7 separate regions of the Mus musculus genome follow, and regions 1, 2, 4, 5, 6 and 7 are each linked to region 3. The links are chromatin contacts, called in public promoter capture Hi-C maps. All regions are on one chromosome and are shown on one strand. Each heading gives the region's core, a stretch centred on a gene start, on an enhancer-like site or on the middle of the called end of the contact. The rest is flanking DNA. Distances are from core to core; before and after follow the strand shown.

Region 1 (3,550 bases), core at 212-2,711, 800 kb after region 3:
TTGCTCAGCTATGGGTGCTGCTGAGCTCTGGTGGTGGGCGTGCAGTTTGTTCTGGTACCTATGCAGGGACTGATAGCAGAAACATCAAATCTGTCTTCATGAGCAGAGAGACCCCATAACAGGGCACTATAGTCCATTTTCCATTAATGGGTGGTTTATAAAGAATTCATGGTGGCACTGGTATCTGATAGTGACCTCTTGCTGCATGAAAACATGCAAAGGACCTCTCTTTGTAAAGCCAAATGGAGAGGTAGAGGGGCTTTTACAACTGAGGAATTCCTGCAGCAACTCGTGAATTCATTAGGCCACAGGCCATTCAAGACCCTATCTCTCCCAAAGGCTCTCACTTCTCCAATAACACTAGCATGTGGTTTGAGGATTATGTTCTTCATACATGAAACTTGGGATCCCATCTAAGCATAGCTCCGGGCTTTGCTTCCCATCTGTGTGGTGATAGAGGGGTCCTTAAACTTGACCGTCCTACTCTTCCCCCCTTCCTGAGAAACGGGGCATGCCTCCCCTGCTTGCTGTCCAACCTGGTCTCTCACTCCATCCCACAGCAAAAGCCTCCCTTTCCTGAATAACAGAACAATTAAGAACCCTTTAGAATGTCGGATGCACTCTGGGCATTTTGCAACCCCACAGTGCTGCATATCCCCATCACAGTCAGAACGCTGACTCTGTGGTAGCCGCTGAGGGTTAGACATGAAGTTGGGCTCAGCCCTAGCGTCTGAATCTAACTCTGAGCTTTTCTTTACCCTGTGTACACTCCTTGTTTGCTTGTCTGTTCGTTTGGCAAGTTTTCAGTTGAATCACACTGTATTATAAGGCATTTTCCTAAGCACTTAGGTTATGGCAATGAACAGGCCGACAAGGTTCCACCCTCAGAGAAATTAGCTTCCCACTCAAGCAAAGAGAGAGATGAGCACAAGGTAGCTGTAACCATCAAGCTATGCCGAAGAAAACTGGCCACTGTGCCAATGCAAGCACAATGGGGGCTTCTTGGAGGATTGGATGATCGGGACGTGTTTCCTCCTGCTGACGGGTACCATATATAGCTGGGTGAAAACTCTCCCTGGAAGGTTGGGTCTGGGGAGTAAGATAGGGCATCGGGAAAGGGAGGGGGGCGTGGCTTTGCCTGGAGACTCCCGCAAGCATTATAAGTCTCCGGAGCTAGCCACTTTTCCACTTTTGCCCCCTTTCCCACTGTAACTGGCTGAGCGCCCTAACAAGTTTGTCTTCTGCCCCCACACAAGACCAAGGAGGCTTTTTGTAATCAGGGCAGAGACACCAGTCATGGCTACCTGCTGCTGCTGCATGCCTGTAAACTCTGCCAAGAAGTTACTTGTCTTTCTCTGCTGTTTCAGTGCTGTGGGGTGCCTTCCACCACCTCTGCCCATAGCCTTTGACCTACATCCTCCCTGTCTACTCACCCCTCCTCCCCGCCTGATTGAAAAGTTGGTTAGCTCTGCTCGTTGGTTCCGAGGCTGATCTGATAGCGCTCATAGGCTGCAGCCCTCCTGCCAAGGACTCTGGGAAAGTTCACTTCCTCTTTCAACTTCTCAGCATATAGGGATCTTTCCAGATATGATGGCTCTTCAACTTCCTCTTTCTTTCTTCTAAACAGCTTGACCCCGTGGGGGATTTATGGGTTCAGTAAGGGTTAGAGGGTCAGAAGTACACCAGATGAGTTAAGAACACCCTTCAAGTACTCAGAGACTGAGAGACTAAGCTCCCTCTGCATAACACAGCAAGTGGCACAGGGATTTCTGCACTTCCGGGAAACCTCTGAGATACCTGTTTAGAATGTAGTGTGTCCTTGTCCCTTTTCTACAGCATTGAAATGGGTCGGAAGGTATGGGAGGAAGATAGAGGGGGTCAATAGAGGAAGCTGGCCTTGCATATATTCACCAGTCATATCCCTTCTAGCTGTCTGTGACTTATTTCATTTGCACAACATTATGTTTTTTTGTGTGTTTTTCGTTTTGTTTTGTTTTTTGTTTTGTTTTGTTTTTGTATGCAGAAGTAAAACATAACCATTATGGAAACATTAAAGTACAGAGGTGGAAAAAAATCAGAACAATAATAAAAACGCTGCCATTTCACTTCATAAAAGAAAAATTTCTCACTATTTTAAAAGATGTGTGTGTGTGTGTGTGTGTGTGTGTGTGTGTGTGTGGCATGCACTGCTATCTATAAAGATGCCTGTGTAGGTCATAAGAGGGTACCTGATTCCTTGGAATTTGAGTGACAGGTGGCTGTGAGCCCCTGGCATGGCTGATGAGAACCAAGCTTGGGTTCTTTGGAAGAGCAGCAAGGACTTTGAACTGCTGATCCATCTCTCCAGCCTCAGCCTTTCTCACTTCTCAAATGAGATAGCACTTTTCACGCAGTTCTCTAACAGTGAACAACTTTAGACAGCGGTAGCAGCATTCATTTGGGCAAAGGACAACTCGTGAGCCTGCAGAACTCAAAAGCAGCTGAGAGTCAGAGGCTGAGCAGATCACAGTATGAGGGACTGAGAGTCAGAGGCTGAGCAGATCACAGTATGAGAGGGACTGAGAGTCAGAGGCTGAGCAGATCACAGTATGAGAGGGACTGAGAGTCAGAGGCTGAGCAGATCACAGTATGAGGGACTGGGAGTCAGAGGCTGAGCAGATCACAGTATGAGAGGGACTGAGAGTCAGAGGCTGAGCAGATCACAGTATGAGGGACTGAGAGTCAGAGGCTGAGCAGATCACAGTATGAGAGGGACTGAGAGTCAGAGGCTGAGCAGATCACAGTATGAGAGGGACTGAGAGTCAGAGGCTGAGCAGATCACAGTATGAGGGACTGAGAGTCAGAGGCTGAGCAGATCACAGTATGAGAGGGACTGAGAGTCAGAGGCTGAGCAGATCACAGTATGAGGGACTGAGAGTCAGAGGCTGAGCAGATCACAGTATGAGGGACTGAGAGTCAGAGGCTGAGCAGATCACAGTATGAGGGACTGGGAGTCAGAGAGTAAGCAGATCACAGTATGAGGGACTGAGAGTCAGAGGCTGAGCAGATCACAATATGAGAGGGACTGAGAGTCAGAGGCTGAGCAGATCACAGTATGAGGGACTGAGAGTCAGAGGCTGAGCAGATCACAATATGAGGGACTGGACTTTAGAAGCCAGATACAAAAGGAAAGCAGAGGGATTACCCGATTGGCTACAGCTGAATGCTTCGTGACACGATGGCTACCTCTGATCAGTTAAAACTCAGCTGTTTACGATTGGCTGAAACCTGGCCAACTATTACCAAAACCTAAAAGTAAAAATGGCTCTTAGGCTTCAGTTTGTCTATATACCAAGCTACCGTGTAGTTTGTTTCATGGGAACTTGAGAACAGAGGCACCCTCTAGCTAAAGGCCTCTGCTTATTTAATTTAGCACCCCTGAGGGGCATTTTTTAAAAGTTGTTTCATACACGCAACATATTGTGAATAGCTTTGCTTGTGATTGAATGCCATCCCAAAGCGGCTTTTTAATGGCTGCTGAGCGTCCTGCAGAATGCAGGTACCAGAATTT
Region 2 (3,615 bases), core at 1,020-3,519, 940 kb before region 3:
GGCCAAGTTCCTCAAGGGAGAGAAGGGCCTGATTCGCTTACTTCTTTCCTGGAGATGAATTAACACATAATTCAACTTAGATGATAAAAGTGATTGTTTTTTTTTTTGTTTTTTTTTTTTTTGTTTTTTTTTTTGGAGAGAGAACTTTTTATGTAGCCCTAGCTGTCCTGAAACTAGTTCTGTTGACCAGACTGGTCTTGAACTCAAGAGATCTGCCTGCCTCTCATGGGATTAAAGGCACAAGTCACCAAGTCCCATCAACCAAATGTAAATTCTACAACAAGCAGAGAAAGTTCACTGAAGGAAGGTACTGGAGTTGGGATCACAAATGTGAGCCACCATGCTAGCCTAAGGTGCATTAATTTATCCCAGAAAATGTAAACGTGGTCACTGTTTCAGACTTCCTTTTTTTGTTTTTGTTTTTCTGAGACAAGATCTCACCACATAACTCCAACTGGCCTCAGAATTTGGGGAGATTACTCGTCTCTGCTTCCTGAATGTTGGGGTAAAAGCTGTGTACCACCACACCCTGGTTCAGATTTGAAGTAAAAAGTTAGTGTGGTGGCACACGCCTTTAATCCCTGCATTAGACAGGCAGAGGCAGGCAGGTTTCTGAGTTAGAGGCTAGCCTGGTCTACAAAGTGAGTTCCAGGACAGCCAAAGCTGCAGAGAAATCTTGTCTACAAACAAACAAAACGAAACGAAACGAAAGCATCATTAATGCTTTCTATAAGCAGATAATCTAAAAACAAACAAACACTGTCTCTTAAGGACCATGCCCTGTAGGTGGAAGGGAAGCAGCACTGCACTTTGAGCCAGTACAAGGAGGGGACTAAAAGTCACTGAAGCAAAGTTCTCTTTCCTCATCTTTAAGCACTGAGAACTCTCACGTTTTAAGTAAATGTTTCTGGACTGCGTTGGAAGCTGAGTCTGTGAGGTTTATGGGAACAGGCAGGGAAGATGTTCATGCCCCCTTTACAGCTGACCTCTAGGCGCAGTTGTAGATGGCATAAAACACTAAAATCTGTAAAACCTCTATGACAGGAACACAGATCCCCACATGCCCAGTTAGTAGAGAATGAAAGAACAACATTCACAAAGACTGAGCCAATAAACAAGCCAACCGCAGGAATAAGAGGCATTTAAAAGACAGCTTGTGAACCTTGATGTGTCTCTCATAACAGGGTTAGAACCTTTGCATGTATATGCATGTACAACTACAGAAAAAAGCTCGAGGTATTTATCACCATATTAATGTGTTCGAAATAGCTGAAATACGATGTTTAACCTTGGTGTTTATCTGCTCCCTAAAACACAAAACCAGCTGATTTTCTAAACTGCCCAAGCCATTAATTTATCTACAGGCAGAGTACATGCACAAGCGTTGAACAGCTCCAAATGCAAGGCTGACAACTCCCAGGAACCCACCTGGACTTCAAGGACACGCGCAGGAAACCCAGAAACTGGGGAAAATGGGAGGGAGGTGGTGTACCAACCCCTATCTGACAGCCATGACTACCTCTTTTCAAGAGGGGCCTGGTAGCTGTGCTCCCATTTTGGTAAAACCCGAGTCAAGATTCTCCCGTGCACCTCCCAGATCTGCAGGAGCAAGAGAGCAGCGGGCAGGGGGACCGCAGGAGCCTGGCCCTCATGCATGGGGGTGGGGAAGCCCGCCGCCTGCAACCTGGGGCTGCAGCGATCCCTCCCTTCCCTCCCTGGCTGGCGTCCGAGAACAGTCGCGAGCTTAAAGCGGGCCGCTCCGCCAGAGGCTCCAAGGCCCGTCTTCCCAACCCACGGGTCCCCGGTCCCATCTTACAGGGTTTTTTGGCATCCTTGATCTTCATGGCGTCGGCCTAAGGCGCGAGGGGTAGCCTCGGGTGCAGAGCTCAGCGAGGAGAGGTGAATACTCCGGAGCTGGCTGGGCCGCGCGGCGAGGCCCGGCCGGTTCCTCCCCTCAGGCCGGGTGGGGCGGGCCTAGGGCGGGGCGGCGGCGCCTGAGGCCACAGGCGGCCCACGGGGCGGCCCAGCAACCCCGCAAGGGGCGGCCGGGACCGAGCGAGCCGGGGAAGGCCGCGGGCCTCGCCGCTCCGTGGCCCCCCGCAGCCGCTCCGAACAAAAGGCCCCGGTCCCCCGAGCCGCCGCCGCCGCCGCCGCCGCACTGAGAAATAGCCCGCCCAGGCCCAGCGCCCACGTGACTCAGGCCTCCTCGCCTCGCTCTCCGCGGGGCTGCTAGGAGTTGTAGTTCTCCGTAGAGTGAGGCTCCACTCTCCTGCGGCAGATGCTCAGGCGGACTACAAAGCCCAGGATGCCTCTCGACCCCTATTTCTAGCCCCCCTCCGCTTCCGGAGATCGCCTCAGAGTGGTCCCAGCGGGGAAGAGGCGGAGCCTTAGTCACGCCAGCAAGGAGGCCGCCAATGGTAGCAAGCCGTGGGCGGTCCTGGCAATTCCCGGGCTCTGGTCTCGTAGCGGCTGAAAGAAGAGAGGGGTTGTGAACTCTGAGGGCGCTGTGGCTGTCACGCAGTCGCAGATTTTCCTCTTGATGGTTTTTCCCTGTGATGGCTGTGTCAAAATTCAGGGGTCCAGACCACTGAATACGTTTGATGAGATAAGTCATCCGCTAAAGGAACACCTTGAATATTGGGGTTGGAAGGTCACTAAAGATGGTAACATTTGCTACATAATTATTATTTAATGTAATGTAGTCTAGCAGCCTTTTGAGTCACATGCGAGTTTTATTTACTGTGAAGATACGGCAGGAACGAGGCAGTCGAAACACTTGAAAGTTGTAGTATGGTCGTGGTGCAACGCCTTTAATCCCTGAACTCTGTGGAGGCAGAGGCAGGCAGATCTCTGGAAATTCGAGGCCAGCCTGGTCTACAGAGCGAGTTCCAGGACACCCAGAGCTACAGAGAAACCCTGTCTCATAAAACAAAACGTTTGAAAGCACATGCCTTTCAGGTTCCTCACAGGATCTCTCTAGTCTAGCTCCTCATTATAAAGAGGAAAGTGACTTTCAGAGAAAAGAATTAGATGCACCAGTTCTCAGAATAAACCCAGGATACCCTTTTCTCTACGCCTCTTGTGATTTGAGATCATCCATCGGAAAAGGAAGAGATGGTATCAAGGACATGGCCTCTCCTCCACTTTTATGTCTTAGATGGCAAAGAATTCAGTCATTGACAATATGTGGCTTGGTAGGAACCTCCATGTGCTTGCCCCTGGGGAGTTGGCCCTGGAAGATAGCATTCCAAGAAACAATCTAACTGGCGAGCTCTGCTGTCCTGCCTTTGCTGATTGCTATAGTTTGGATTTAGTTGCTCTAAGCCAAAATTCACACTGAGGCTTCATTTCTCAATGAAGTAGTGTGAGAAGGTGGGGCCTTCAGGAAGTGACTGGGTAATGGGGACACCAGTCTTGCGGTTGATCAATGACTTTCTCTAGAGACTGTATTACATCTCATGGGACTAGGTTAGAGCTTATGGGAATGAGTTGGGTCTGGCAGGTCTGGTTTAATTACTGTGTACTGGTGGATATAATGGAAAGTTAGCTTTGGTGTTCTGGCGACTTTCAGATTCACTTGACATTCTTCTTTGGATTTTACCGTGTAATGTTTGT
Region 3 (3,463 bases), core at 68-2,567:
GGTTATCTTCCTGACTCCTGAGTTGAAGAATCTGAGAATGATAGAAGAAATGGAATTTGCTTCATTTAATGAAGAACTCAGTGGTGATTATATCTGCTTGATGGATCATTGTTGTTTATCTTAAAACAGTTCAGTCCTTTAAAGTCTGGTCTAGCTCCATCAGAAATAACGGTCTACAAATGAAAATGAAGTGAGAAAGTCAAAGGGTGTGGAGCATCAAGATATTAAAACTCAATGGAGGCAATGCAGGAAAGGGGAAAAATAAACACTGACTACTGGACACTGAAGGTAAAAAATCACTGGGGTACAGTGCAGGATTGGCCTCATGATAAAACAAACAAAAACAAAAAGAAACGCTGGTGATCTTGTCAAGAGACAATTTACTGTACAATATAACAAACTAATCCCAGCACTCCCGAGGCAGAGGCTGGAGGATCTCTGTGAGTTCATCGCTTGTCCGGTCTGCAGGGAGAGTTCCAAGACAGTCAGGGCTACATAGAGACCCTGTCTCAAAAAGCTAAATAATAACGATGATGATGAAACTGAATAGTGAAAACCTTCTCAGACGTTTTGTTATATAAAGAAAAACAAAACGGGAATGTTACTGACTGGAGTTTCCGATTCACTTTTGGAATGTGTCACTTCGGCACCTTCATCTACAGAGGGCAAAGATTCAACACAGTAAACCACGATAAAAGACATAGAGCCAAGCCCATAGATAAAAAAGATATGATGCCAGGTGCCAGTTACTAGAGCTCTCCAGATTTCCCATTGCTTAAAAGTGTAAAGAATAAGCAAGTTTACAAGGAATTTCTATTTAGACACGCATGCCCTCGAGCTGTACTGCAAAACCAGCTGGGTTCGTCTCAATAGCAGTCCTATTGCGGTGATTTTGAATTACTTAGGTTTTCTTTGGAGGAGACTTTAATTTCCTCTGCGCAAAGTGCAAGGGCTGGCAGGGTGGTTCGCAGTCCTAACTGGGGCGAGCCCAGTGGAAGGTGGCACTGTGCTGGCCCTGGTGAGACTCAACGCCTTAGCTCCTAAAGGCGACTGCAGGCGGGCCAGCGAGGGGCTGACAATACCTTCCGACCCGGCGACACTGGCGTTGGTAAAGACGACAACAAATAAATAAACCAGAGAAACACACTTCACTAAAAGCAGACACTTCTAAGAAAACGAAGCAGCAGGAACGCCCAAAAGCCCAAGTCGCGGAGCATGCACATGCGCAGTCTCTGCAAGGCGCCCCACTCGTTTGCCCCGGAGGCGCGGATTGGACAAGACATCTCGTGAGAAACGTGAGTTCTCGCGGGAACCGTATTCAAAAATCCCCGGCGCTTACTTAGCAGTGCTGCTGCCGAGTGAAGAGGGAGTTATTTCTGTGCTGAGGTGGAGTTAGTGTCACGAATCTGGGAGTCCAGTGCTCTCCGGACAGGCCTCCGGTTGCAGCAGCCAGGAAGCGTGAGGAGAGAGGTAAGGGCGAGCGTCGGGAAGGGTGAACCGGGAGGAGGTGGGAGGAACGCCTGTTCTCAGGAACCTGAGTTCTCTGGAGCCGCCTTCCGGGTCGGTGTAGTCTTCGGTCGGACCGCTTCGCTGCGGGTTTGACTGCAGAAGGATAAATACGGTGCTGGGTGGTCTGGGACCTCCGAGTCTTGAATTCTCCAGTACCCTTAGCCAGTGGTGCAGTCTGAATTAACTTACAATTATGTAGCAGACACACAGGACGGAGTCTCATTGTAACATCTCATTCGCTTATGTTTTACTTATTTACTTTTTTTGTTGTTTTTCTTTTATTCACATTATATCCCAATCGCAGCCCCCTCCCCACTTTCCTCCCAGTCCCGCCCCCCAATCCCTATCCCCACTACTACCCCTCCCTCTTTTCTCAGAGAAGGGGAGTCGTGTCCCCCCCCCCCCCCAGTACCACCTCATCCTGGGACATCAAATCCCAGCGGAGTTAAATAAGCATGTTCCAACCAGGCGGTCCAGGTAGGGTAAGGGGTACAATGGCAGGCAGCAGAGTCAGAGACAGCCCTGCTTCAATTGTTAGGGGACCTGCAGGAAGACCAAGCTGCATATCTGCTACACATACGTAGGGGGCCTAGGTCCAGCCCCTGCATCCTCCTTAGTTGGTGGTTCAGCCTCAGTGAGCCCCCATGGGTCCAGGTTGATTGACTTGCATGTCTTCCTGTGGTGGCCTTGACCCCTTCAGCTTGCTCAATTCTATCCCCTACTCTTCCTCACGAGACTCCCAGAGCCCTGCCTGATGCCTGATGGGCCTTTGCTTCTGCTTCCATCTGCTGCTGGGTTAAGCCTCTCAAGACACAGTTATGTTAGGGCTGCAAACATAGCACGGGGTCGTTAATAGTGTCAGGGGTTGGCTCTCTCTCATGGGATGGGTTTCAAGTTGTGCCATTCAGTGGTTCTGCTCCATCTTTATCCCTGAGCCTCCTATAGGCAGGAGAACTTTGGGCTTGAAAGTTTTGCTTGGGTTTGTTTATTTATCTATTCAATGATTACAGATTGCAGTGGTAACATTTTGGATGTTTGGGTTAAATGTTTTCACTTGTACTTATTTGTGAAAATGTAACTACCCCCACCCCCCAAAAAAAAGTTTAAAATCCGTTTGGCTGGCATGGTATTTCTGTTGATGCCTAGTAAGAATTCATGTGTTCTTAATCTAGTTAGATGCCTTTTACTCTTTTTGTTTTTGTTTTTGTTTTGTTTTGTTTGTTTTTCGAGACAAGGTTTTTCTGAATAGCCCTGGCTGTCCTGGAACTCACTTTGTAGACCAGGCTGGCCTCGAACTCAGATATCTGCCTGCCTCTGCCTCCCGAGTGCTGGGATTAAAGGTGTGTGCCACCACCTCCCGGCTTTTTTGTTTTTGTTTGTTTGTTTGTTTCCTTTTACTCTTTTTATCTTATAGAATCTCTAAGATAGATGAAGCAAGATGCTCACAAAACTTTTTCACATTGATGTAGCCAGTTGGATGTGGAAGTGAGCTTTGAGCTCAGATAGCTAGCTCATCCACAGAACTTGCTGACACTTAAATGCCTTATACGGGTTGGGTTTTTGAGAAGTTGTGGTGAAAAGTGATTAGCACACTAGGCTTTGGAGCTCCACTTTGATTTTTATGTCATTTAGCCACATCTGTGTATCGCCTACTATTTTCTCTCAAACCTATCCTATTTTGTTTTGTTTTGTTTTGATTTTCTGAGACAGGGTTTCTCTGTGTAGTCCTGTCTGTCCTGGAACTCACTCTGTAGACCAGGCTGGCCTTGAACTCAGAAATCCACCTGCCTCTGCCTCCCAAGTGCTGGGATTAAAGGCGTGCACCACCACTGCCTGGCTCTCAAACCTATCCTAACCAGGCTTTTGCCTCACTTCTCCACCTTGGGCCAGTGACCTGCAGTTTCCAGTTTCTCATCTAATTTGCCTTAGTATCATTTGCCGTGATGGTTTCTTT
Region 4 (3,276 bases), core at 119-2,618, 910 kb before region 3:
GGACTGTGGTTGGCAGATCATGGTGGTAGGAGTGTGTGGCACTGGAAGTGTTTCCTCACTTCATGGCACACAGGAAGTGCAGGGGCAAGCTCAAGGACCCAACCCCAATAGTCTTTCTCCCAGTTGGGACCTAGCTTTTAACGTTCTCAGAACCTTCTAACATGTTACCAGTTGGGGACTAAGCTTCCAACACGGAAACCTATGGTGAGAGCAGGGGTGCGGGAGTATCATAGGCAAACCATAGTGCCATTCTGTGTCCGTTCCTTTCCTGTTGCTCAAAGCAACTTATAGAAGAGCATCTTTTGACTCGCAGCTCCGGAGAGTTAAGTCTATCAAGATGGGCAAGCGCAGTAGCAGCTGGCAGGAGGGTTCAGGGAGCTGGAGGATTACATCTTTTGCTGCCAGCTTGACATAGGGAGACAGCCAGGAGCCAAGTGTTCAGATAAATGTCTGAGCCCGTGGGAGACATTTCTCATTTAGATCACCACACCCACTTTTTGTTCATTTTCCATTTGGGGAGCTTCTGACTCCAAGTTAAATGTTAGAGAGTATAATTGAGTTAAATGTTAGAGAGTATAATTGAGGAGCAATTACATGCAAATATAACTGATGGCCCAGCAGGTCAAGTCACTCAACAGATCAAGTCAAGCTGGCCACCTAAGGTTGAGTCCCCAGGACCCATACAAGAGGGAGACCTGACTCCTGTAAGTTGTCCCCTGGCACATGTGCCCTGGCATACATATGCCCACATACATGTGCGTATACATGCAAGGCAATGAGCTGACCGTAGAGCAGAGAAGCACTCCCTTCAGTAACGGAGCCTGCATACGTCCTGAATCTTTGTGGCCTGACTCATGTGCAAAGGCCCTGGCTAAGGTGGACACAGGAGGCTCCTATGCAGAGCAGGGCTGGTGGACCTGTTTTAGCAACTGGTGACACCTGATCTGGAGGTCCTGCCTTGTTCCCAGTACTGCCCAGCTGAGGAGAAAGTAGAAGGAAAGATGAAAGGAAGAAACAAGGAACGATGCGGACATGGGGTTTGGCTTTTTAACTCAACCTCTTATTGAAAAATAAAAAGCTGAACTCAGAGAAAATATAAAGAGGGGAGAGGTTCTCTTAAACACACAAGGTTATGAAACCTTTCCCTTTCTCCCACACACAGTCTTTCAGCATACCATGGTATTTATTTGCTATTTAATGTCATTCTAAATAAGGGAAAAATTAAAATTTCAAATCAGCATGAATTTCTCTGTTCATCTTTATCCCCTGCCATGCCAGTGGGAAACGCAAATATCAAAGTGTTTAACTGGGATGCCGAGTCAAAATTATACAGTTGGAATCTCTGGGCCTCATCCCCAGAAGGTGCCTGAAGCTTGCCAAAAGAGATGAACATGAGCCAGACAATGGAAGGTTGGAAGAGATGGTCCCCTGGCCGTAAGGATATGCTGAGCTGCGCGGTGCTGAGGAGCCTGGCTGAAGATGCCTTTCCTGAGCCAGCTGCTCCAACGCACAGAAGAAGGTAACCTTGGGGATGGTTGACAGCCTCTGCTACAGGTTGTCTGGAGACAAGAATTGGTTGGGGAAAGGTCTGTTTCCATCATAAAGCCTGTCAATGTGTCCTGGTCCTGCTTGCAAGGGGCAGCCACCAGCTCACCAACTTCCCTGTCCTGAGGAATGCCCATGCTAACCTTTGACTCTTTTGACTTGGTTTGTGCTCCCCCACAGCCTGCTGCCAAGAAAGGAGGGCAGCAGCTGTTACTGGACAGGACAGGGAGAGAGAGGGAGGTTAGGCAGGATGTGGAGTGTTGGGGGAAGGTTGGTGTCTAAGGTAGGGTTTTGCTGCTGTGAACAGATACCATGACCAAGGCAAGTCTTATAAGAATAACATTTAATTGGGGCTGGCTTACAGATTCAGAGGTTCAGTCTGTTATCATCAAAGTGGGAGGATGGCAACATCTAGACAGGCATGGTGCAGGAGGAGCTGCAAGTTCTACATCCCCATCTGAAGGCTGCTAGCAGAACACTGGCTGCAACGTCCTTCTTTTTCCTGGGCTGGTTCCACTCCATTAGGTGCATTCCTCAGCAGGTAGACCACGGCTCTGGCATCTCGAACATCTTGGGGTCTCCAAAGCAACTTCAATGTTACAGCTTTTTGGTTCAATGTCTCATATGATCTTCCGGGGTCCTCCAAAGGGCTGGCGTCACTTCCCAGCTCTGCCCTCTGTAGCACTCTAAGCTCAGGACGATCCACTCCAATGCCACTGCTTTTCTTGGTGATCATTCCATGATACTGGCATCTCCATTACGCTGGAGTGTTACACTGTAACTAGACTTCACCAATAGGCTCTCTTCATGGTACCAACCCTCAACTCCTTTGCATGATCCCTTCAGTCCTGGGCTATCAACTGCAGCTGAGGCTGCACCTTCACCAATGGCCTTCCATGGCCTCTCACAGTACCAAGCCTTAGCTGCTCTTCATAACCCCTTCATGCCTTCAAAACCAGTACCACCTTGGTGACTCTTTCCCATTACCAAGTACAGCTGCAGTACGAGGTACAACCTTGGCTATGCTCTATGTGTTTGCAGAAAAGACTTCCCAGATTTCACCTCAGTGATGTTAGTCTCTTCTTAATCACCGCTAATTTCTTAGCTCCAGCTAACCAGCATCGATTGTTTCAGTAGTCCCTTCTATTATTCACTCTAAAGCCAGAGCTGGAACTGAAGAGTTCTGCTGCTTGCAGGAGCTGGAATATGGCCCCCTTGTTCTTATTACATTATCACCAGCTTTCTGTTCTCCAACTCCTTCACTGCCTAAGCTTGGCTGTCTTGGATCTTGCTCTGCAGATTGACTTTGAACTCAGAGATTTGCATGCCTGTCTCCTTGGATTAAAGGTGTGCACCACCATGCCTGGATTTAAGCTTTTCTTCACCTAGAACTTGCTCTGTCCCAGGCTGGCCTTGAACTCAGAGATCTACTTGGCATTATATCCTGGGATTATGTACCACCATGCCTGGATCTAAGTTTCTCATGACCTCTATGCCTCTGTGTCTTCCAACCTCAGGATCTGGATCACAGGTGAGCCCTCCAAATCTGGATTGTAGTTCATTCCAGATATAGTCAACTTGACAACCAGGAATAGCCATTACAGGGGGAGAGGAAAAAAATGAAAATAATTTTTGCCCATGTACTTTGAAGGTATAGGTCTCAAGGCCTCATTTGGTGATGGCATTGTTACTGGGAGAATCCAGGGTGTATACAAAATTGCATGGTAAGAC
Region 5 (3,609 bases), core at 16-2,515, 870 kb after region 3:
ATGACAGCAGGAGTCTGCTCAAGGCTACAGCATGGAAGCTCAGAAGGGAAAGGAAGGAAGGATGTCACCTGTTCCTGAGAGGTCTCGCTCCTGTGACTGGTTGTGCCTGTAATGTCCCGATGGCTCACCAGCTACATGAAGTGAGTTCAGTTTAAATGTAAAGCTTAGGTGGGAATCTGGGATGGGCCTAATGAGAACCTCCAGCAAGAAGGATATGAAGCTCTGATATGCACTGTGGCCTGAGACAGGAAGAAATGGGTTTCCATGATAACAGAAGAGATTTCAGGGAGACTATGCCGGATGTGAAACATTAAGTATCTCAGGACTCCTTGGATGGAATTCTGTAGAAAAGTCACCTGAGGTCTGGGCTTGATCTAGGAAAGTTGGAAAGGGTTAAAGAAGAGTCCTATGTGGCATAACTGTTGGGTTGTTGATCTCTTCCTTAGAAGGACTGGGGATAGAGTATGTAAGGGTTTTGGGGGAGTTTAGAGAAGAGAGGCCATCAGATATAAGACCGAGTCCTGGCTTTTCTACTTAGCAACCATATGACTGTTAAAACAAGAACAATAGTGCCCTCCTCAGGGTCCTGATGTAGACCCACCAACACTGCTGAGCGTCACCTCATAAATAAGTGATGCCCTCCATAAACAGGCGCCATCATTAACTGAGGAATTGAAGGAGCTTGGTGCACTCTGCCAGGCCTGTTTGTCGATCCCTATCCTGATGACAAGTGACAACACTGGTCCTGACTGGCTGGCCACAAAAGAGACGCCCAGACCAGGGTCAACAGGCCAGGCAGGCCCTCCGGTGCCAGAACTCTGATGGGCATCAGGAGAGGTAGGGATTTTCACCACCCTATCCATGCCATCACAGGCTGCTGTCTCCCACCATCTCCCCTCAGCCCCGGCTTCCTAGAAGCCCTTCCCAAGCTCTCTGGGATGTAGCACTCACAGTTCTCTGGGTCTCCGCTGGCTGGCAGATGGTTTCTCTCCACTCGCCCCACCCCCACCCCCACCCCAAGTCAGGCCTGGGAGCTCTAGCAGGAAGTTTGGTCTCCCAGCTGGTCTCCAGGGAAGCAGTCTCAGTCCCATCTGGGTCGAGCCTCCATGCCCAAACATGGTCAAGTCTGAGCACACAGCTTGCCCCGGGATAAAAACTCCACAAGCAGGTACCTAGCCTCACAGCCCTCAGCTGCTGTTGGGGACTCTGCCCCTGCATTTCCCAGAGTCTCCTGGGAAACAGATGTCAAACAGCAAAAGCCATTACCCACCCCACAAGGCCATCCTGATATATGTACAAAAATGTTTCTTCTACACTCCGTCTTTCAGGCTGGCAGAGAAGCCAGGAATAGGAAATGATCTTCCTTGTGTAGTGCAGGGGAGGGAGGTAGAGGGGTTGGGCTTGTCACTAGCCCATGTTATATCCACACCAGTGCAGCCAAAGCCTCCCACCTTTGTCCCTGACTTCCTGTGTGACTCTGAACAAGTCACTGAACCTCTCTGGACCTCTGTCTTCTCCCTTCTATAATTAATAGCATTTTGAAAACTTAACTTTATTCTGGATTGTTAAGTTAGAGATGGAGTTCAGAGAAAGGAGGAAATTCCGCCTTTTAAAGACCACTGGGGCTGAGGCTGGTAGCGGTGGGTCCCACAGCTGCTTCCGGCCAGCCGTCCAGGTCCAGGGACAGTGCCATGCTGGGGACCTCCCACAGACTGACTCTGCTTCATAGGCAGAAAGTTATTGCAGCCAATACGACAACTGAACATTGGTACTGGAGGTAGGGGTGGGGGGCAAACCTGCTTTTGCACTCCGGGTCCTTGTGGATAAAGAGAGCACTGTAAGAGTTGGGAAAGCAAGAACAAGCCCCGCCCCACCCCTGCCCCAACCCCGGCCCCGCCCCCGCCCCGCCCTCCTTACACCTTGGTGCCCTGCTAGTCATCTGCACAGAACTTGATGCCTGGTCCAGAGTTTCTCTACTTGATGAACAGAGACAGATTGGAAGTTGGCCCCTCCCAGTGTCAAATCCCAGCCATCTCTGCCACCAAGGGACTGTTCTAACACCTCAAACCATACCTCTGTTATGTCTCCAGCCACCTAAAGTTCTAGAAGTAGCCTCTGGTGTCCCCAGGCCCAGGGCAGTGGGTGCATCTTAGATATTCCTGATCACTAGGTGTTAGCACCTCTCACCTAAGCCTAACACCTGATAATCAGGGCCCTCTAAGGCCCAGAAAGAAAGTTGTCACTCAAGGCTCCTTGACACTCTGGGGGGTGAACAGCACCCCATCCCCCTTTAGTCACTGACTCTAACTAGAGAGACAACTACCTGTTTAGTTGCCTCATAGCAACTGGAGATTTATTAGTGTGCATGTGCCTGCATGTGTGTGTGGTGCTTAAATGATTTGTGCATGTGTGTGTGATATGTGTGTGTTTGGATAGGTATGGTGTGTGTATTATGTGTGTATGATATTGTGTATATGTGTGTGTACTTGATATTTTCACACATGCATGCATTCATGGAAACCAAAGGGAGACATTGGGTGTTTTTCTCCATCTGGCCCACCTCAGGAAGGACCTTTCGGCTGAGCAGCAGTGGGACCCGCCTTTAATCCCAGCACTCAGGAAGCAGAGGCAGGTGGATCTCAGTGAGATCGAGGCTGCCCCTTATAGAGAGTTCCAGAACAGCCAGGGCTACAGAGGAACCTTGTCATGAAAAAAACGGGGGAAGGGTTCTTTCACTGAGCCTGGAGCTGAGTGCTGGGGCACCTAACTATGAACAGTTTATTACACAGGTACTGGAGATTTGAACTTAGTCCTCTGTAGGTGCAACACTGATTCTTGCCCACCAGCCCCACAGACAAGGACGTCTTAAAGCATAGGGGTCAGGACCACTGACAAGGAAGGGGGAATATGGATCTGAGACCAGTTCTTCAGGAGAAGGATTTTCCAGTGATGGACCATGGTTCCTTCAAGGACCAGCAGCTTTCTCGTGGCACCTACAAAATTACTTAGAAACTCCTGCCTTGGGAGAGACATGGGCACTAGATGGTTCCTCACAAGTGTGAGCAGAGGGCCATTCATAATCCTCTCGACGGGCTGGGAAGGTTACACAATCAGATTTTATAAACACCAGTGAGGTTCCCAATGATTCTTTCCTTTGGAAGATGGGGATGAAGCAGGGAAGGCACCTGGTGCACCCTACTGAGCCACAACCAAACAACAAGGGCAAGCTTCGCTCTGCCTCTAGGGTAAGCTAGTGAAAATCTTGGATCATGGCTGAGTACGGGAGGGTTGGGGTTAGTATGAGTAATGATGGCCACAGGGGAAGGAGACAATGGTGCCATGCCTGGAAATGCTGATGGATCTTGGGATGTGAGAAATCAGGAAACATCTCCAACTTCAGCCTTCTGACCACCTCTGTAGCAGTACAGTGGTGCTCTGAGCACCCAGGAGAGAGATAACCACACCAACTGCCCCCTGTAACTTTTAAGGAATGGGAGCTCATCTGAGAAACTGGCACATAATGTTAAAACTGTACTTTTTGGACGGAGACAGCAATCCCTCATACCATCCTACAGAACGATACTCTCTTTTAGCCTGGGTGGAACTGTC
Region 6 (3,277 bases), core at 13-2,512, 820 kb after region 3:
AAATAGAGGAGTGGTGAGATGGCTTAGTGGGTAAAGGTGCTTGCTGCTAAGGCTGAGGACCTGGGTTCAATTCCCAGTGCCCACATGGTAGACAGAAAGAAGTGATAAGCTGACTTCTACATTTCTACTGACACATGTCTGCACATGCATATACATGAACGCACACTACCAAAAGCATGTAAATAAATAACTCATAATAATAAAGGTAAGGGGCTGGTGAGATGGCTCAGCGGTTAAGAGCACCGACTGCTCTTCCAAAGGTCCTGAGTTCAAATCCCAGCAACCACATGGTGGCTAACAGCCATCCGTAATGAAATCTGATGCCATCTTCTGGAGTGTCTGAAGACAGCTACAGAGTACTTACATATAATAAATAAATAAATAAATAAATAAATAAATAAATAAATAAATAAATAAAATAAAACAAAACAAAACAAAAAAATAATAATAAAGGTAAAATGTCTAGACATGTTTGGGAGGTGCCAGAGGACAACCTTGTAAGAAAACAGATGGTTTAAAGCTAGAATTCCCCAGCCCAGACGCTAGAATGCAGCTGCTTCCTCTGGAAGACTCCCAGAGCACACGCGCTCTCTCACTCAGCACACATGCACACACTCACTTCTACACTTCCAGCCCCCAACCTCAGGAAGTAGATTTCTCAAAAGCTAGGGCTGGATATGAGTCACAGGCAATTCCATTTTGTTTGGGGCACAAGACTTGTACTGTTTGAGGCCAGAGGAAGTTACTGAGAAGATGTGGTCCTAACCCCAAGGGAAATTCCCACCCGACAACTGTTTGACAGTCTGGGAGGAGCATGTTCCCTGTTCCCAGAAAGGATGTTGTTTCCCCAGTCAAGGTCTTGAAATCTGCAGGGCCTGGGACTTATGGGTGCAGCTGGGCTAGCAGAGAAGGAATGTGAGCAGCAGGGGGTCCTTTACAAGAGTCTGCAGAGTCAGAGTAGGAAGGAGGTTCTTGTATCTGCATTCAACGATAGGGCATGGGAAGGGGAGCATGCCATTAATATTTGGCACCTCAATTGCTCTGAGGTTTCCAAACTTTCCCTGGGAGCAGCAGCCTTTGGAGAGAGAAGGTGAAGGAGCCCCACAGCACCCTCCAGCCCCCCCTGCCTCCCTCTTCAGCCCATCCCACGTTCCTAAAACCCCAGGTTGTGAAGGAAGTGGTGAGGACTGTCAGTGCTCTCCTTGGCCCACATCAGGACAATCTAAGCAGAGAAGAGAATGACGTGGACACTCTTTCCTCCATTGCATCACAGTGGGAGAGGAGATGAGGCCTGCTGGGGAGGTGACCGCCCTTAGGGGCTGGCCCTGTGGTTCCCTGGAAGACAGGGAGGTGAACTGTCATGAAGGTTCTGATCAGACCTCTTCTGATTCCTTTCCTTTCTCCAGTGCAAACGCTTCGATGTGCCTCCTGCCATCCTGGTCCTTCAGCTCACAGGGTAGGCAGTGAGGAGTCTAGAAGCAGTTGCAGCTCTGACCTGCTTGCTGGCCTGGGGTGTGGGGGCGGGGGTCAGTTCTGCTGGCAGCCTCCCTCCTAGGCTACTCAGAGTCTACCTCAGAGACACTCCCTGGTGATAGTGAGGTTGACCAATACTCTTAGCAGCTCCTTGAGGAAGCAGAGCCCTCTCTCCACCACTGAGTCACAGGGTGGGCCGAGAGCATTGCGCCAATCCCAGCATCAGGAGAGTGGAAAACAACAGCACCGGCTGGTGAAACCACAGGAAGACAGAGTTTCAAACAGTCACCAGTCAACAAAAGACACCTTCCTGAACCTAGAGATCAGAGAGAAACCTGGGCCCGGTTTTGGGGGAGAAAAGAAACATTAGAAACAGATATTCTTAGCTGAAGTTTTGCTAGAAAGAACTTCTCCCAGAGGTTTTCTGGGGACACACATGAGCCACCAGAGACGACACACAGTCTTGCCCAGTGGCAGACAGCCTCCACGAGCACAATGACAACAACTTAGGCACAACAGAGAACTGGCCGCCAGACTGTACAGGTCATTGTGTGTGTGGATTCAAGGCTTCTGAAGGCAAAATTTGAAGATACGTAAAGAAGATATTATAATACAATCCACTTTGGCCATGAGAATTACTAGCCAGGGTGATGGAAGTCTGTGGGTGACAGGAAGTGGCTGAGCAGGTATCTCTGGAGAAACGTTTTTATGTAGGGTCATGGTGGCCTTTGTGCAAAGCTGCGGTTCTGACTGAGTGATCGTTACTGTTGCCTTTACAAGTCTCCGCTATGGTTTCTTTTCTTTTTCCTTCCCTCCCCTCCCCTCCCCTCCCCTCCCCTCCCCTCCCCTCCCCTCCCCTCCCCTCCCCTCCCCTCCCCTCCCCTCCCCTCCCCTCCCCTCCCCTCCCCTCCCCTCCCCTCCCCTCCTCTTCTCTTCTCTTCTCTTCTCTTCTCTTCTCTTCTCTTCTTTTTTTTTTTGGTCAGGAATGGCAAAAGCTGCCTTGGTTTTGATCCTGACAAACTCACAGTGAAGAACAGAAAGCAAGATGTTTTAGAAAGATGCTTCCAGAACAAGACCTGGCCACAGTCCGGTTAGCCACTCAGATAACCTGCAAACCCAGGTGGCAGGAGTCCTAGCTCCTCGGTTGCTATTAACTGAGACATTGCAGTTCCTCCCCAGCAGAGGGCAGAGTAGCTTCTCATTCGCCTCACCTCTTCGACTACAGCTAAAGGAAAGTCTGTTTAACAAAGAAAACGTAACTTGCCTTCTGCAAAGCTAAACATCAATTAGCCTACAAGCCTTCAGCTGGTCTGGGTGTGATAAAAACCCCAACGTTTCATCTTGGACCATATCATGACATCACGATTCTTACCAGGAGATTATGGGACTGTGCTCTGTGGCTGAAGCGTCTCTCACCTTGGCCCTGTGCAGTCAGCTCCTCATAGGCGAGCCTAGGGAAGCAGTACCAGACTTCTCTGGAGCCCTGAATTCACACCTTTGCCCCAGGTTAGAGCCTATTTGTTCATTTGCTGTGAAGATGTTTGTGTCAGTTTGTGATCTTTGACTAAAGTGGGTTTGGGGCGATGCGTGTCCAGTGGATCCCAGCGTGGGCTGTGGAAGCACCACCTTCAGGCACCACAGGCAGCCGCTTGGACCACATGTCCACAGGTTCAAGCAGTTTGGGCCTCAGAGGCTAGATCAGTTCCTCCAGCAGGAAGAAAGAGGAGAGGAGTCCGGACTTCACTTCCGGGTGCTACTGCGTCTGACTTCCCCTTTTCGAGAAAGCCTGTCTTTTTCTAGGGTT
Region 7 (3,561 bases), core at 925-3,424, 990 kb after region 3:
GGCCTTTGGTAACCTCTCAAATACTATCCTGCGTATGAGGATTCAAATCATGTGACTAGCAGAGCCAGTGGGGGGCAGTTTGGTAGGTCTCCATATGATACCTTTGAGGAACTTGTAAAGATGCCTGAGGCAGCACCACATTCTCTCCATCAAGGCCTTCCTCTGTTCCTTGAGTCACAGTAGACTAGTTATCTTCCAGGAACCCCAACTTAAGGCTTCCCTGCCTTTTCTAGAGGACAAGAAAGAAGAACCGCCTCCTATGTCTGTCACCATCCAGTACTGCGGGGGAAACGGCTCAGGCAAGCCTGAAACACCTGGTAGAGAGTCTACGCTTTGACCTAGGCGGAACTCAGAGCAGACCTTTCAGCCCAGAGGTCCCCTAGTGCCTTCATTTGCCAACATAAATGACCCTAGGAGATTATGACAGAGCCCTGAATAATAAGTTCTGGCTGGACAACCTCAGATAAGTCCCTAATTCTGAACAAGCCTCAGTTTCTCTCCATGGTGATGGCAGGCCTGAAGCAACTAGCCTATGGGGTCTTTGTGAGCATCACATGGGTGGTGCAATCCCATAGCAGTGGGCATTGCAAATGAAAGGCATATGTAATACTGAGTGCATTATTCCCCCCAACCCCCGCTGCACAAAACAGGACTCATGTTGGGATCTGAGCAAGGGGTAAGTGTTGCTGAGGTGAAGCACGCTATTCTGAGTCCCTGAGCCAAGGCGCTGGCCAGCTGTGGGGGCAGCTAATGGGCTCGGTGCCTGGAGTCAGACCACACTCCTGTATGTGCAAGCTTATGTATTGTGAAGGAGCTGATGACTCTGCTCTGAGAGCACATGTGAGGGTCTTAGCTGGGGTCTTACAGGTGCACACCCCACCCACCTCATGTGTATTATGGGTTTGGAGTCTGTGTGCAGCATCTCAATATCTGTGTGGGCATGAGGGACCTGTGCCCATATGTTCATGGTTGCATATATGTGTGCGTGTTTATGACGCCATATGTTAAGGGATGCTGTGAGCTCCCAACACAGCATGTGTCTGTGTGCTGCAGAGGAAATGACTGGACAGGGGTCTGGAAAGAGAGGGGGTTGGGGATTCTCAGTGCAAACACAGAGGGAATCCTCAGTGAATGTCCAGGCAGACAGGGCAGACAGGCAGCTAGGCTGGGGAAGAGGAAATTCAAAGCTTTCTAGGGAGACACCTGTCATCAGTTGCCACCAGGAGTTGCCACAGGTCCTCCATCATTGCCTTTTCAGTGGAAAGCTGAAGTGGGGCTTGAGGGTTCTTGCCACCTGAAGGGAAGGTCATGGAAGGAAGATTGCTTTCTAAATTCAAGAGTTACCCCCTGGGTTCCTAACTCAAGTACTGTCCCCACAGGTGTCTGATTTGCAGGTGACAGAGCAAACACACACACACACACACACACACACACACACAGAGAGAGAGAGAGAGAGAGAGAGAGAGAGAGAGAGAGAGAGAGAGAGAGAGAGAGAGAACACAAAGAGGGGGTCAGGTAGCAAGAGCCTAAGGGGACCCACAGCTACTTCTCGTCCCACTTCCCCCACTTCCTGTCACTAGAAATGAGCTCTGGTCCTAGGGGATTCTGCAGGTCCCCAACACCTCCTACAGAGTTCAAAGGAGCCCTTCTTCTTGATGACAACTCTCTTTAGGTGGGGCAGACTTTACTCCACACCAGAAAGGTAGGCAGTGGTTAAATGATTTTCTCTAAAGTCAAATGAAATCTTAATGCCCTCCCTTTCTCTCTCTCTGTCTCTCTGTCTGTCTCTCTGTCTGTCTCTCTGTCTCTGTCTCTGTCTCTGTCTCTGTCTCTCTCTCTCTCTCTCTCTCTCTCTCTCTCTCTCTCTCACACACACACACACACACACACACACACTCACTCACTCACTCACACTCACATATTTATATTCATCCTGGGGGTCACCTGCTGCCTCCTACCCAAGCTGCACCCACCAGCCAGGTGCCTGATCACATCTGTCTGCCCAGAAGGACATCCCCGGTGTCCCGCACAGCCAGGAGTAGAGCCTTGTAGACAGCAGGGCCAGGTCCCCACCCCGCCCCTCTGCGGTCCCCAGGCGGCCTCCGCCGCCTCCCCCACCATCCCCCGCGCCTGGTTCTGAGCCCCGCTCTACTCCGCACCAGTCCCTGGCGCTGTTCATTCATGATTGGTACTCGGCCCCCTGAGATCCAGCCCGAGCGCGGGGCGGAGCGGCCGGGTGGCAGCAGGGGCGGGCGGGCGGAGCGCAGCTCCCGCACCGCACGCGGCGCGGGCTCGGCAGCCTCGGCCGTGCGGGCACGCCGGCCCCGTGTCCAACATCAGGCAGGCTTTGGGGCTCGGGGCTCGGGCCTCGGAGAAGCCAGTGGCCCGGCTGGGTGCCCGCACCGGGGGGCGCCTGTGAAGGCTCCCGCGAGCCTCTGGCCCTGGGAGTCAGTGCATGTGCCTGGCTGAAGAAGGCAGCAGCCACGAGCTCCAGGCGCCCCGGCCCCACGTTTTCTGAATACCAAGCTGCAGGCGAGCTGCTCGGGGCTTTTTTGCTTTCTCGCTTTTCCTCTCCTCCAATTCAAAGTGGGCAATCCACACCGATTTCTTTTCAGGGGAGGGAAGAGACAGGGCCTGGGGTCCCAAGACGCACACAAGTCTTCGCTGCCATGGGGGCCGTCATGGGCACTTTCTCCTCCCTGCAGACCAAACAAAGGCGACCCTCTAAAGGTAAGCACTCTGTCCTCTATTTACTCCCCTGGATAGGTTTGGGGGCACTGGGTGTTGTGTTGGGATGAAACGTCTGTCTCTCTTAGTTCCAAACCCACTGTCCGTGAGGGTTTTGGACAACCTCATGAATCCAAGGAATTAAGAGCCTCGTGGGAGGGTTGGTGTGAACACCCAGGGGTAGCAGCCGAAGTGGACGCTGGCCCCAGCAGGGGTGTGGGTACCCTTCTCTTCTAGGGAATGTATTGGAGCAAGACAGGCAGATTCACAGGTGGAGAAAACTGCGTTCTCTGGGGTGGGCGGAAATGTTGGGAGGCTCTTCCCACTCCCATGAGGGCTGATGTTGGTGCAACCTCGAACATCCAGCAAGGGTGCCTCCTTGGGAATGGCCATGCCTTGCCAGGTGCTGACTTGGGAATCTAATCATGAGGAAAACGGTGATTTACCGGTCCATCCTTAAAACCTCTGCAAGCCAAAAGGAATCAGCTACGTCCAGGTGGTAGAGCCCCCAGGCGGGTCCTGGGACACAAGCAGTCTGTAGGAAAAAACAAATAGCAGGGCTGTGCTGCTATGGTGGTCTGAGGACTTCAGAGGAATGGGGAGAACTGTCAAAAGGGGGGCTGGGGCGACAAGCTCACATATCCTGAGATGTCCCTGTCAGGAGCCTGCCTTTCTCCAGCTGTGGCATGCCCATCTTCAGTGGGACAGTTATTAGATGGCCACGTGGAGTCAAGTGACCTTGTTGGGCCAAAAGCACACAATGCAGGCCCCCTTTTCAACAGGCAGAAAGTTGCTTATAGAAACAAGAAGACTGGAAACAAATCAGAAAAAAAA

Evidence for each region. Promoter capture Hi-C pulls out the DNA fragments that hold promoters and counts their contacts.
Region 1: a promoter capture Hi-C map of neutrophils shows a contact between it and region 3, with 3 times the contacts expected there. The contact joins the enhancer-like site here to the promoter of Spdl1 in region 3. A contact is called at or near these places in 6 of 39 promoter capture datasets (the C10 cell line, HPC-7-derived erythroid cells, hippocampal neurons and 3 more) and 1 of 115 datasets of contacts at active chromatin or transcription factors (double positive thymocytes).
Region 2: a contact with region 3 is called in a promoter capture Hi-C map of embryonic stem cells, with 9 times the contacts expected there. The contact joins the promoter of Pank3 here to the promoter of Spdl1 in region 3. A contact is called at or near these places in 24 of 39 promoter capture datasets (the 3T3-L1 cell line, 3T3-L1-derived adipocytes, the C10 cell line and 16 more), 1 of 15 datasets of contacts at CTCF or cohesin (pro-B cells), 19 of 484 Hi-C or Micro-C datasets (B cells, CD4 T cells, the G1E-ER4 cell line and 12 more), 26 of 115 datasets of contacts at active chromatin or transcription factors (the 230-238 cell line, the NIH/3T3 cell line, astrocytes and 17 more) and 2 of 9 other capture datasets (embryonic stem cells and macrophages).
Region 4: a contact with region 3 is called in a promoter capture Hi-C map of hippocampal neurons, with 12 times the contacts expected there. The contact joins the enhancer-like site here to the promoter of Spdl1 in region 3. A contact is called at or near these places in 18 of 39 promoter capture datasets (the 3T3-L1 cell line, 3T3-L1-derived adipocytes, the C10 cell line and 10 more) and 2 of 115 datasets of contacts at active chromatin or transcription factors (acute myeloid leukemia and stem cell-derived neural progenitor cells).
Region 5: a promoter capture Hi-C map of hippocampal neurons shows a contact between it and region 3, with 5 times the contacts expected there. The contact joins the promoter of Kcnmb1 here to the promoter of Spdl1 in region 3. A contact is called at or near these places in 6 of 39 promoter capture datasets (the C10 cell line, hippocampal neurons, liver and 2 more) and 2 of 9 other capture datasets (liver and macrophages).
Region 6: a contact with region 3 is called in a promoter capture Hi-C map of the HPC-7 cell line, with 4 times the contacts expected there. The contact joins the enhancer-like site here to the promoter of Spdl1 in region 3. A contact is called at or near these places in 7 of 39 promoter capture datasets (the C10 cell line, the HPC-7 cell line, HPC-7-derived erythroid cells and 4 more), 1 of 115 datasets of contacts at active chromatin or transcription factors (effector CD8 T cells) and 1 of 9 other capture datasets (liver).
Region 7: a contact with region 3 is called in a promoter capture Hi-C map of hippocampal neurons, with 4 times the contacts expected there. The contact joins the promoter of Kcnip1 here to the promoter of Spdl1 in region 3. A contact is called at or near these places in 3 of 39 promoter capture datasets (the C10 cell line, embryonic stem cells and hippocampal neurons).

Annotation. Positions count from the first base shown.
Region 1 is chr11:34,029,527-34,033,076 of GRCm38.p6, reverse strand. The region is part of intron 4 of 4930469K13Rik (RIKEN cDNA 4930469K13 gene); the gene reads left to right. Among named protein-coding and RNA genes, the nearest start is that of Lcp2, 16 kb to the left of the region's middle. Within about 2 kb of position 1,461, at least 117 of the 459 cell types and tissues checked have an H3K27ac peak or open chromatin away from gene starts, as enhancers often do. A contact at or near this core is called in double positive thymocytes and neutrophils, where this site is marked.
Region 2 is chr11:35,768,149-35,771,763 of GRCm38.p6, reverse strand. Pank3 (pantothenate kinase 3) reads right to left here and starts at 2,269. Exons shown (of 7, transcript NM_145962.2): 1 at 1,817-2,269. The coding sequence starts at 1,844.
Region 3 is chr11:34,831,495-34,834,957 of GRCm38.p6, reverse strand. Spdl1 (spindle apparatus coiled-coil protein 1) reads left to right here and starts at 1,317. Exons shown (of 12, transcript NM_027411.2): 1 at 1,317-1,470.
Region 4 is chr11:35,741,898-35,745,173 of GRCm38.p6, reverse strand. No RefSeq gene overlaps it. Among named protein-coding and RNA genes, the nearest start is that of Pank3, 26 kb to the left of the region's middle. Within about 2 kb of position 1,368, at least 13 of the 459 cell types and tissues checked have an H3K27ac peak or open chromatin away from gene starts, as enhancers often do. A contact at or near this core is called in hippocampal neurons, where this site is marked.
Region 5 is chr11:33,960,669-33,964,277 of GRCm38.p6, reverse strand. Kcnmb1 (potassium large conductance calcium-activated channel, subfamily M, beta member 1) reads right to left here and starts at 1,265. Exons shown (of 4, transcript NM_031169.4): 1 at 952-1,265. It also overlaps a transcript of Kcnip1 not described here.
Region 6 is chr11:34,008,381-34,011,657 of GRCm38.p6, reverse strand. The region is part of intron 4 of 4930469K13Rik (RIKEN cDNA 4930469K13 gene); the gene reads left to right. Among named protein-coding and RNA genes, the nearest start is that of Gm51857, 27 kb to the right of the region's middle. Within about 2 kb of position 1,262, at least 150 of the 459 cell types and tissues checked have an H3K27ac peak or open chromatin away from gene starts, as enhancers often do. A contact at or near this core is called in the HPC-7 cell line, effector CD8 T cells, liver and 1 more, where this site is marked.
Region 7 is chr11:33,842,299-33,845,859 of GRCm38.p6, reverse strand. It overlaps Kcnip1 (Kv channel-interacting protein 1), which reads left to right and starts at 2,174. Exons shown (of 9, transcript NM_001190885.2): 1 at 2,174-2,730. The coding sequence starts at 2,670.